Linked DNA regions of Mus musculus: regions 1 and 3 are each linked to region 2. The links are chromatin contacts, called in public Hi-C and HiChIP or PLAC-seq maps. All regions are on one chromosome and are shown on one strand. Each heading gives the region's core, a stretch centred on a gene start, on an enhancer-like site or on the middle of the called end of the contact. The rest is flanking DNA. Distances are from core to core; before and after follow the strand shown.

Evidence for each region. A called contact is a pair of places that touch in the nucleus more often than the background predicts. HiChIP or PLAC-seq counts read pairs in DNA pulled down with a chosen protein or histone mark.
Region 1: an H3K27ac HiChIP or PLAC-seq map of microglia shows a contact between it and region 2, with 5 times the contacts expected there. The contact joins two enhancer-like sites. A contact is called at or near these places in 3 of 39 promoter capture datasets (the C10 cell line, hematopoietic stem and progenitor cells and liver), 1 of 15 datasets of contacts at CTCF or cohesin (large pre-B cells), 4 of 484 Hi-C or Micro-C datasets (the C2C12 cell line, bone marrow-derived macrophages and embryonic stem cells), 4 of 115 datasets of contacts at active chromatin or transcription factors (embryonic hindbrain, embryonic stem cells, microglia and 1 more) and 1 of 9 other capture datasets (embryonic stem cells).
Region 3: a contact with region 2 is called in a Hi-C map of bone marrow-derived macrophages, with 21 read pairs. The contact joins two enhancer-like sites. A contact is called at or near these places in 2 of 39 promoter capture datasets (embryonic stem cells and liver), 1 of 15 datasets of contacts at CTCF or cohesin (the NIH/3T3 cell line), 10 of 484 Hi-C or Micro-C datasets (bone marrow-derived macrophages, cardiomyocytes, embryonic fibroblasts and 4 more), 4 of 115 datasets of contacts at active chromatin or transcription factors (bone marrow-derived macrophages, cardiomyocytes, embryonic stem cells and 1 more) and 1 of 9 other capture datasets (embryonic stem cells).

The regions. Positions count from the first base shown.
Region 1 is chr8:10,709,114-10,713,547 of GRCm38.p6, reverse strand. No RefSeq gene overlaps it. Among named protein-coding and RNA genes, the nearest start is that of Gm39129, 28 kb to the left of the region's middle. Within about 2 kb of position 1,852, at least 8 of the 459 cell types and tissues checked have an H3K27ac peak or open chromatin away from gene starts, as enhancers often do. A contact at or near this core is called in bone marrow-derived macrophages and microglia, where this site is marked.
Region 2 is chr8:11,179,209-11,183,092 of GRCm38.p6, reverse strand. No RefSeq gene overlaps it. Among named protein-coding and RNA genes, the nearest start is that of Gm15418, 6.6 kb to the left of the region's middle. Within about 2 kb of position 2,537, at least 25 of the 459 cell types and tissues checked have an H3K27ac peak or open chromatin away from gene starts, as enhancers often do. A contact at or near this core is called in bone marrow-derived macrophages and microglia, where this site is marked.
Region 3 is chr8:10,792,043-10,795,916 of GRCm38.p6, reverse strand. No RefSeq gene overlaps it. Among named protein-coding and RNA genes, the nearest start is that of Gm32485, 24 kb to the left of the region's middle. Within about 2 kb of position 1,461, at least 41 of the 459 cell types and tissues checked have an H3K27ac peak or open chromatin away from gene starts, as enhancers often do. A contact at or near this core is called in bone marrow-derived macrophages, where this site is marked.

The DNA.
Region 1 (4,434 bases), core at 603-3,102, 470 kb after region 2:
CACCTTATCTATAAACACAAATGAACATCCAGGCCTTGTCCCTGGACTGGGGTCGTGATTTTCCACCATAAATTCCAGAAGAATTTTCTTTTCTTTTTCTTTCTTCCTTCCTTTCTCCCTCCCTCCCTCCCTCTCTCTCCCTTCCTTCCTTTCCTCTTTCTTCCTTTCTTTCTTTTCCTTCCTTCCTTCCTTCCTTCCTTCCCCCCTTCCTTCCTTCCTTCCTTCCTTTCTCTCTCCCTCCCTCCCTCTCTCCTTCCTTCCTTCCTTCCTTCCTTCCTTTCTTCCTCCCTCCCTCCCTCCCTCCCTCCCTCCCTTCCTTCCTTCCCTCCTTCCTTTCTTCCTCCCTCCCTCCCTCCCTCCCTCCCTTCCTTCCTTCCTTCCTTCCTTCCTTCCTTCCTTCCTTCCTTTTCCTTCCTTCCTTCCTCCCTTCCTTCCTTCCTTCCTTCCTTCCTTCCTTCCTTCCTCCCTCCCTCCCTCCCTTTCTTCCTTCCTTCCTTTTCCTCCCTTCCTTCCTTCCTTCCTTCCTTCCTTCCTTCCTTCCTTCCTTCCTCCCTCCCTCCCTCCCTCCCTCCCTCACTCTCTCTTTCTTTCTTCCCCTTCCTTCCTTCCTTCCTTCCTTCCTTCCTTCCTTTCTTTCTTTCTTTCTTTCTTTCTTTCTTTCTTTCTTTCTTTCTTTCTTTCTTTCTTTCTTTTTCTCTCTCTCGCTCTGCCCTGCTCACTCTGGCCCCACTCACTCTGGCCCCTGCTTGCTCCCGCCCCCAGAAGAATTTTCTAGTCAAGTAAACAAGGTGGTTATGTCAGCTGCCACCTGCCTGCAATAGCAATTAAAAGTCATAGAGACCTTGGCAAAGCTGGACATTTCTCCATTTGCACTCGTCATTTAAAACCTCTGTCATGTGAATTTGGCCAGTTTATAAGGAAATGAACATTTTTAGTTTAGAAGTTGCTTTAAAGCATAAGAAACCTTCTGAGACACAAAACGGTGATACCAGCTGCTGGCAAGCTGACTACCTCAGCCCTTCTGACCTACAAAAGGGAGGGTATTAACCACAGTAGCGGGGGAGTAAAAAAAAAACTTAATCACTATTAATGAGATTCATTATAATATAGAGTCTCCCCACAATGAATTTTAAATGTCCCTTGTCCATTTCTCTATCAACATGACACAAAAGGAAACATCTGCTCCGTGGTGGCCATGGGGCTGCATTCTGATTAGCTGATATGGGTAATCTATCCATTATCGCGCCTGTCATGTTGATGGGCAAAGGATCAATTTTAGTCTGCTATCAATCTTCTACCCAAAGCTCAAAGCTGGGGTGTCTGTGTGGTGTGCTTTTAAAATCACATATTAAAATTAATACCCAGAAATTCAACCTTGCCCACTTGGTTCTTTGCCTTTCTACTTTTTCTTATTTATACGGATAGAAATCAACCTTGTTGTTTACTATTTGATGGGATGAAATCCTAGGCTAGTGCATTTTAAGGAAGAAATTGAGTTATTTGTGAACAACATAAGGTTTAATAAGTCCTTCCTGGAAGTTTCTGCCTTGAGCAGCACTCTATGCTAGAAACGGAAGGCGAGTGGCTGGCCTATGGAGTTTCAGTGTTCTGGTAGACACGTTTAAAACAAGAGAAAAAGAACATATAAAATCAATACTAATAGTATTTTCTACTAAAGCCAATACTTTAAAACATCATTAAGTCAGATAACCAGCATAAATATTGTAAACGGCCTGGTTTCCCTCCCTTTGTGTGTCTCTCTCATTCTACTGTCTCCCCTCTTCTACTCACAGCCCAAGAACCAGACAGACAGACGCAGCCCTGGCTTCCACACCAGAGGCGCTAGGCTGCAGGAAACACTCTTCTGCTACTCTCACTTGAGGAACTACAAAGCAACGATCCAAGGTAAAACAAAACGAACCCCAGCTGCAGAGCTCTTCTCCGTAAACGCCTTAGCTTCTGCACACCACAGCTTCAGCTCTGTCAGGCACTGTCTTACCAGCTGGGAGCCTCAATTTATTCTAAAGGTTGAGTGATTTGTCATTAAAACTATGATTTTTTTTTTTAAGGATTGACTTAGGTCAGCCCACCGAGGATGCACTTTGCTGGTTCAAATGACTTGAGCTCTTTAGAAATGTGTGCCCAAAAGCTTCTGTTGATAGAAATCAATCAATATCTGCTCCATGTAGAGGGAATTCACAGTCTTCGTTTCTCTTTTGCTTGTAGAAACTGAAGAACGGGGAAGGAAATGAAGCTTTCTCCACACTCCCTTTAGTTAGGCAATCATCTGGAAATATATTCGTTTTTTAATTCAATGATGTCACTAGATCAGGAAAAGCACATTCTATGAGCTCATGTTCCCACTTTAGTCTAGGGTAGGTTTTAGCATTCCTAAGCAGACTGCAAAGGCCACTGTACTCAAGATTACCTGACGGTTATACCACATCATTTCTTGTCAGTGACTGCCAACTATTTACAGAACCAAAGGGATACGAGTCTTCAATCAGTTTCTATAGAGTTTGGCGTTGCACATATTGTGTGATATCCCAAGCTCAATGTGGGTCAAGAGGGGTCAAATCTAAATAGGTGACCACCAACCTCTGGGTGTAAGGGGTATGGAGAACTTTACTTATCAGAGAATGGCTGTGCCCTGTCAGTACTAGACAATCCTGGGACGAAACTGGCTTTGCCTACTGAGCCCTTGTGGGGAGAGGAGGACTGTTGGAAGAAATGTAAGTGAATTATGGGCAGTATTTGGTAATCTTAAGAGGGAGAGAGTGTCGTGAAAGAAATGAGACAAATGCAGCTGAAAGCAGACGAAGGTGAAGGACAATTGGCCATAGTTCTGATAAGAAGACAAACCCTGAAAATCAGTGGGGTTTGGTTTTGTAAGATGCAGGCTCCTAGACACTGAAGGACAGGTCATCCAGAGACTGCCCCACCTGGGGATCCATCCCATATACAGTCACCAAACCCAGACACTATTGTGGATGCCAAGAAGTGCTTGCTGACAGGAGTCTGATATAGCTGTCTCCCGAGAAGCTCTGCCAGAGCCTGACAAACACAGAGGTGAATGTTGGCAGCCAACCATTGGACTGAGTTTGGGGACCACAGTGAAGGAGTTGGAGAAAGGAATGAAGGAGCTGAAGGGATTTGCAACTCCACAGGAAGAACAGCAAAATCAACCAACCTGACACCCCAGATCTCCCAGGGACAAAACCACCAACCAAAAAATACACATGGAGGGACCCATGGCTCCAGCTGTATATGAGGCAGAGAATAGACTTGTTGGGCATCAATGGGAGAAGGGGCCCTTGGTCTTGTGAAGGTTCCATGCCCCAGTGTAAGGGAACACCAGGGAGGGGAGGCAGGAGTGGGTGGTTGGGTTGGGGGAACAACATTATAGAAGCAGGGGGAGGGGGATGGGATGGGAGTTTCTGGAGGAGAAACCAGGAAAGGGGATAACATTTGAAATGTAAATGAAGAAAATATCCAATAAAAGAAAAGAAAAATGACAATACTAAAAATAAGTTGTTTAAAAAAAAAAAAGTGCAGGCTCCTGGGGAACTCAAACTGGTCCCAAGATACAACAAACTGGTCCCAAAAGAGTGTGCCTTTCTTTTTTTGCTATGATCCATGCCAGAAGAATAAGCACAGGGAAGAGAGAGACGGACAAGAGCTGAGCATCTCTCCCCATGTTGCTTCTTTACAACAATGTTTTATTTGCATCTATCTGGGAAATCCAGACGTTCTAGATAAATATTGTGCAACCCTTGGGCCTCACCTTTATGCCCAATATACCTATTGTTTTGAAAGCAAATATGTCTGTACTGTTTTCTGTGAAATACTGAAATAACTGCCCACCTTATGCAGATCGACAAGTGTGTCCATCTGTGTCTCAGTCTCTCTCTGCTACCTGCTCTGAGTGTGGATTGAGGCAGGGAAGGCCTGGCTTCTGATGTGGCACTGATGAAGCTCATCCCAGGTGGAAGGAACATGAGCGTGATATCCCCACACAATTCCAACCGTCTCTGGAGAGTCAGAGCTGGAGGGTGAAGCAATGGGTACAGGAGACCTAATGGGTACACATGAAGGACTTCTCCAAGTTCCTGAAGGAATAGGAGTCATACCATGCACTCAGACACACACACACACACACACACACACACACACATACACAGAAACACAGAGAGAGAGACACACATACACAGAGAAAGAGAGACAAACAGACAGACAGACACATAGACAGACACACAGAGACACAGACACACAGAGAGATAGAGACACATACACACAGACAGACACACACAGAGAGAAATACACACATACATAGACACACACACAGAGACACATATACATACATAGACACACACACAGAGACAATCACACACACATACACAGAGACACAGACACACAAACAGACACATACCCAGA
Region 2 (3,884 bases), core at 1,288-3,787:
GTAAGAGCGAGGTCAGCCTTGGCTTTATGACACCCCTATGGTGGGGTGACTCTGGCTAGCTTTTCCTCTAATCTCTCCTCTCCACAGGTAGTGGGAAAATAAAGCAAACCCCACTATGTGAAACACTGGAAATAGCAGCTATGTGTGGCCGGCCGGCCCTCTCTGGTCCCGAGTATACAGTCGCAGAGCTAAGGTGTGCCGACATTGTTGTGGCTTAGAGTCACCATTTGAACTCACATGTCTGTTCTCTCCGGGGTGAAACGGTCCACCAACCCCTGCAGGGCAGGCTCCAGGGCTGGGCTGGCTGCTCAGCTGGAACAACAGAATGCCCCGTCATTGTGTGAGTGTGGAAGGAGCTGCATGCCGTGAGTGGAGGTTTTCTGGGCATGGAGTTTAATATCTGTGTCCAGAGTACCGCCAGAATCTGGGAAAGTGCTGCCCAGGTGACTCTGTGTGCCCATGGTTCTCACATGCGGTGAGCGTCTGTGTGCAGAATGCATGCATGTACATCATGTGCCTTTAGTGATTCTTTGAACATCCTTCCACCTCCACACGTCTTACCTGTCCCATTGATAGGTTTGGGGAGACCAGCCATAGATGTGCTCAAGTCACCTGTGGTTAGAGTCCATTATTCTGCAAAACAGCAGTGTCACACAGCAGTGGTGCACAGAGGTGTGAATGTCCTGCCAAGAGACCAATGAGGTAGGATGCAGAAGTGGCCCTTTTTCCTCACGTAGTCACCCTGCTGACGTCACCTAATGTGCTGCCGTAAGAAAATGTGTGAGGGCTTCTGTTCTCTGCTTCATTGGAGGCTAGAAATTTCCATGGAATGTCACTCACGTGCCTGTGTACATTTCCCATGACCCTGGTGTGAACTGGGCTCTCCTGCAGTCAGGAGTCTGAGAACAAAGCCACTGCAGCAGGTCCCCTGAGGGGTGGGTAGAGCCTTCCTGGCTCCTTCCAACTTCTCCAGCCCTGGCCTCTCTGGGCTCGTAGAGGCTCTACTCTCTCATCTTGGCTACCACCTCCGTACTGGAGTCTCCGTGTCTCTGTCCCAACAGAATGGTTTCCCTTCTCTCTTGACAGACCTGTGGACCAAGGTTCCTCGAGTGCCACTTCAGCATGGCCTCGCCTTATTCACTTCTGAATGGAGCTTATTTCCAAACAGGCACAAGGTCTGAGTTTCGGGGCTTTGACTTATCTAATCTTTTGGGTCACTCCATTCAATCACCACAGGACACTGCTTAGCCAGAAGCTCCACCCAAGGTGTCTTTCCCATAAGATTTCTGGTCATAGTTCATGTTAGGCCAGGTTTATTTTACCAAGAGGGTTATTACAGTGTCAGTGCTTTGGTCCAAAGACACAGGCACGGTTGCTTTTACTGTTAGGAAGTGCGATTTCAAATGTCCCTGAGCTGATTTTTGTCTGGCAGGAAATGCACCTGACTGGTGGTGTGTTTCTTTGTTGATGGTTTCTTTTCTGGAGGAAGGTGGTTAGAAAACCACAGTGGGCTTTGAGACATCTTGGGGTTGAGCACGACATAAGCCTAGGTTATAATTAGACTATCCTCTGCCATAGATTTCCTAAAAATGGCCTCCCAGCTCCTTAGAATGCGCAGCCTCTTAAATAATGGTCCTATTTGTTATTCATAATGGGACAGCCCGGCAATTGCCTTTTATTTAAGCGAAAGGTCAAGAGGTTTTGATTTAAACAGGGGTTGAATCAAAGGTGGCACATCTATATGAAAGATGGAAGGCAGGCATGTGGGCCCTGACTGCACGCTGTGACTGCTGCATTGTCTGTGGAAACTGAGGGGGGGGGGGGACAGTCCAGCCCACACTTTACATGCATGTTCATTGTTGCAGAAAGTCAGTCTATGTCTTGGCAAGTTCATTTCCTTACAAGAGGCCGTGTCTTCCGGCAAGAATGGGTCAGGTGTCAGGGGAGAGAGGGCTCCCATCCTAATGTCTGCTGGTAGGGAGAACAGAACACTGGAAGCCATGGTACTTTGCAGCTGAGACACACTGGTCTGATTATCTAGAAGGAATTGGTGGCTATTCATCCTCTGAAAGGCAGCCATTTAGCCTTCTTGTTGTAACGACCTTGAGGAGTCGCCATCTCACAGAATGGCCCCTTCTCACAGTGTAGGGGATTGCATGCTCACACCACTCTCCGTGGGAGCTGGACCGGATTCCACTGCACTTAGCTTCAGTAAGCAGCTTGGATTTCTTCTGACTGTACTTCGTAAGGCTATGAGTGACTCGGACCTCCATGTTGGTAAGGGAAGGGAGGTCTCACTCAGGTCTAGCTGTCAGGTGCCTGCTGCATCTCACCTCATTTAATTCCTACAAGCATGAAAAGTGACCATGTCCACTAAGGTGCTTCTGCTGAGAGGTGAAGCGATGTCCCTGGGTGCTCAGGATGAGACACTGTGCTTTGTCAGTGGCCACGGGAGCATTTCCGAGACTGGGACTCTCCTGTTGTGCTTGCTGGCCTCTGCTCATCTTCTCTTCCTCACTCTGAGATAAGCAGGGCTGGACTTCCTCTCTGTTACTTTGTTACTGGGCAGGAACTCGTTTAAAAAACTTCCTGCACCGGCCCATCTCCCAGCTCAGGGTCTCCACCATTGGTTCCAAGCTGATTCTGTACATCCCAGCTCCTGGAGGATGTTGGGAGCTGTCTGTGTTCTGACTGATGGACCAAGATTCAGAAAGACAGACTCTGGCCCTGACGAATCCACCCACAGTTTTAGGGCTACCAAGACTGATCAGATAACTGCATTCCTTGGAGCGATACCTATGAATATGTTGCGGTCTTCTTGCAAGACAAAAGGGTGTCCTGTTAGGTTTCTGTTGTCATATGGCTCTCTGGATGGACACAGTGTTCTGGGGAAGACTGTATCTGGGCGGGGAGTCCTGGAAAATTAGGTTCCCTCCAAGAGAGAGGCTGAAGAGCTGTCCAGCTACAGGAAATGCTACTTCCTGTGTGCAGTGCCTCTTGTTCCCTGGGTGGTAGTGTGGTTGGCGGTGGGAGCTTATCTGGAAAAATGGGAAATGAAAGCCAGACTGTTGGTCTAGCTTTGACCTCTGCATGTGAACAGGAGTCCCAGCCATGACTGGCCTGAGCATGTCACTCATTGCCAGCCTAAAAGGCCTTGCTGGTGTTAACTGGAGAGCAGAAAGAAAGAAAACCAAATATTAGCGCTCCCATATAACTTTTGTTGTGATGTATCTTAGTCAGAGTTTCTATTACTGCATAAAACATCATGGCCAAGAAGCAAGTTGGGGAGGAAAGGGTTTATTCAGTTTACACTTCCATGTTGCTGTTCATCACCAAGGAAGTCAGGACTGGAACTCACACAGGCCAGGAACCTGGAGGCACGAATGGAGGCAGAAGCCATGGAGGAATGCTGCTTATTGGCTTGCTTCCCCTGGCTTGCTCAGCTTGCTTTCTTATAGAACCCAAGACTACCAGCCCAGGGGTTGAACCTCCCACAATGGGCCCTCTCCCCCTTGATCACTAATTTAGAAAATGCCTTACAGCTGGATCTCATGGAGGCTCCTTTCTCTGTGATAGGAACAGCTCGTGTGAAATTGACACACATGATGTCTGTGCTAAGTAGTCAAAGTGACTAAGCAGAAGAAGTCAGCGAAGACTTGGGGCTGACTGTGATTCTGGCTGAGGTAGTAGCTGCCATCTTTGTTTGCAGGGACATGGTAAATCATTTTTATTGAAGGATTTCTTTGGATCATGAGGACTGTTCTAGATCATGGTTAGATCCGAGAGAGAGAGACTATGATCATGTATCCGTCGATGACCCCAAACTTTTGCTTGTAGGTTCAAGAACAAGGCTTGTCCAGCTTACATGGGACCTGGGCACACAT
Region 3 (3,874 bases), core at 212-2,711, 390 kb after region 2:
CTCCTTCCCTGGTCTTGCCATTCAGGGAATTGATAGTAACCTTAGCTGTGTGGTTTGGAGGCAACATGTGGGAAACAAGCTAGTCTCAGTGGTGACTGTTGCATTCAGTATGATACTATGTGAGCCTCTGAAGACACAGTGGTGATGGTGGTATTCCATTTTAGTGAGACATTTAGATGTTAGACATGATAGAAGTTGTAGATCCAAAATTACCAAAAGGTACTTGTCTCAGTTTAGATTGTGACTTGAAACTCATGTTAAAATGTCTTCTTTCTTCCTTCAAGGGATACTGAGCACTGACCACAGCAAGCCATTTTGAACTGTACTTTAAACATGGGAACATTTTCTGGAAACATCTTTGGTTTCAAGATATCTTTGACTCTTTTTCAGTTGTGTGCATTGTTAAAATTCTTCCAAAAAGGGCTGAGAGGAATGAAAATAATACAGATACTGGGACACATAAGGCTATGAAAATAGAACATCAAATAGACATTCATGCCATTCTGAGCAGCCTGTTCCCACAGGAAGAGTCAGGAATTTCCACCAAATTTGTTCATGGCCAACCTCTACCATCTATGTCCATTTGTACACATATGCATTTGCACCTGTATGCATGTGCACCAACATGAACGTGCACATGTATGTGTGTATATATGTATGTAAGTATATACACATAAATACACAGGAAAATAGAATTTCAAGAGCTGTTCAAACATCTTATTAGATTTATTTATTTTATTCCAAGGGCTGTTGCACCCCAAGGCACACAGGTGGCAGACAGAAGACAATCTGCAGGAGTCAGTTTGTGCTTTCTACCATGTGAATTCTGGGGAGCAAACTCAGGTCATTAGGCTTGGTGGCAAGTGGCTTTATCCTCTGAGCCATCTCTCTGCTCCCCAAAGGACATTTTTTTTTTTTTTTTTTAGCAGTAAGACTCAGAGTGGTCTGAGTTGGATGTGTCTGCAATGCATACAGGACTCAGAATAGTTTTGAATATTCAAAAAAAAAAAAAAAAAACAGCCACCAAAACCAGACTTCCCTTTCAGAATGGTCTTTTTATTTTTATTTTGCATTTTGTAACTCTACTAAGTGTAGTCACCCAGCATCCAAGGTCAGCCGAACTGAAAAAGCAGAACAAAAACACACAGAAGGGTGATTTCTCAGAAGGAAATGGCAGCATTCATGTCCATAGAAGCAAACTTTAATCCTGCGGCTGAGAGGGGGAAACACAATGGCCGCATGGGGCTAATGGAGAATTCCCGGCTCTATTCTTCCCTGAAATATTTCATGGATGCATTCATCGCTCTTTCTCTTCAGAATGAAAGCAATAAAACAAACGAGAGACCTAATCTTTAGTTCAAATAAATGAAAAGAAATTGAAATCCACTTCATTCCCTGAGAAAGAGGAAGAATACAAATGAGGCGCATTGTGAGGTTTCTGGAAAGGAGCGATGCACCACAGCTGTAGGAATGTGGCCTGACAGCCTCTGCCTGTCAGCGCCATTAGCGGGGAGATCTGCTCAGGAAGGTTCCATTTTGTCTGAAAGGATGAAGTCCTGCTGCAAAGACTTGAGTGTGTGATGCACAGGGCAAGAGTGCAGTTAGATTTTTTTTTGCTGTCTAGGTCCTGACTCCCCATCTGGTGTGTGTATGTGTGTGTGTGTGTGTGTGTGCACTTAGGTGTGCATGTGTGTGTACGTGCACATGTGTGTGTGTATGTTTGTGCATTTAGGTGTGCATATGTGCGTGTATGGAGGCCAGAGGTTGATATCAGGTTTCTTCCTCAACTATTCTCCATCTTCATCTTTGAATTAAGTTCCCTTACTAATGAGGCTGACTTGCTGATCTTGGGATCTTCCTGTTTCTACCTCCCCAAAGCATGGACTGTATGCTCATTGTATGCAGCATTTTTACATGGATACTGGGAATCTGAGCTCAGGGCCTCATTCTTATATAGCATGTACTTTACTGACTGAAGCGCGCGCACGCGCGCGCACACACACACACACACACACACACACACACACTTACCCCATCCTCATCTGGCTTTAAAGAATAACTCTGAGCAACAGCTTCAGTCTGCTCACTGTAGAGTGAGGGTTGCTGTCCAATGGCCTGGACAGAGGGAGCACTTGCCCAGAGTGCACCCTGGAAACCATCAATATTCTTTAGATGCATCCATCTTTACAGGCTGGATGTATAGAGTTCAGGAAGGCACAAACACTTACAAGAAAAAAATAAAAGAAAATTTGTGATTTAAGATGCCAGTCTGTGGCAGCCACATTTTCCTTCTTTTGTTTCTTCCTCTGTTTTGGGATGAGTGAGTATTTGAATGTGCATGGTACATGCATGTGAGTATGCATTGTGCATGCATGTGTGTGGTATATGCATGTTAGTGTGTATGGTATATGCATGTTAGTGTGTATGGTATATGCATGTAAGTGTATTTGGTACATGCATATGAGTGTGTGGTACATGCATGTGAGTATGTGTGGTACACACATGTATACATGGTACATGCATGCGAGTGTGCATGGTACATGCATGTGAGTGTGTGATGCATACATGTGAGTATGCATGGTGCATACATATGAGTGGTGTATGCATGTTAGTGTGTATGGTGTATGCATGTAAGTGTATGTGGTACATGCATGTGAGTATATGTGCTATACGCAGGTATACATGGTACATGCATGTGAGTGCATGTGGTGCATGTGTGTGAGTGTATATAGTACATGCATATGTGCATGTTGCATACATGTGATTGTGTGTGGTACATGCATGTGAGTGTGCATGGTGCATGCATATGAGTGTGTGACACATTCATGTGAGTGTGCATGCATATGAGTGTGTGTGGTACATGCACATGAGTGTGCAGGTATGCATGTATACATGTGGAGCCAGAGGAAAGCATTGGATGTCTTCCTCCATTCTCTCTGCGTTTGTGTCTTGAAACAGTCTCTCACTGAACCAGAAACTGGGCAGTCAGAGAACTTCCAGGATCCTCTTATCTCTACCTCCCATTGCTGGAGGTGTAACACATGAATCTATGCCTACCTTTATGCTGGTGCTGGGCATTCAAACTCAGCTTCTCCAGCTTATTCAATGAGTGCTTTTACCCTCGGAGCTACCTGTGCAACCCTGTGACTGTCATGTTGACTTCCACCCTGAGTCCAGACAGAAAGAGAGGCATGTGTGGTGGCCATAATGTTCCCTCTCACTGTGCCTCCCCCCGTTCTCACCAGACTGAAACTTATCTATTGATGTCTGCAGACAGAATGTGTTTAAAATTCATTGCTGTAGACCACTTAGATAATCATGTTGAATGCACAGAAAATCCATCTCAAACCCATGCATCATTTGCATGTCCTCCTGAAGAGCATGTTCTTTTAAAGAGCTTCATGGAGTGTCATGCAAAGAATAGGATCAGATCTAGGAGGTCATTCACACTGGTGACCCACTGATAGACAAAGAGTGTCCCCTTGGTACACGTATTATGTTCCCATCCCTTGTCTGATACATTGTGCCCTAGGAGTAGCATCTTGGAACTTGGGCTGTTCAATAACTGAGTTAGAATGAGCTGGACTATGGCTCATCCCCAACTGGCTACTTAAAGAAGCTTTCATGTAGTGAAAGGGGACAGGGAAAGACTTATTAAAAGCCATCATGTATCAAAAGAAAAATGAGCTGAGAACTAGAAAGCAAAAGTTCATTTTAAAAGAAAGATTTTTTAAAAAGTGTTTCTTACAAGCTTGGAAAGGGTATGCTAAATAGAAAGTGATATTACAAAAGGAGCTGTCTTCATGAGTTCGGCCTGCTGTTAGGAAGAATCCTGACAGGCTAGCAGGCACATGTCGCTCTTCGTTCTGCCTGC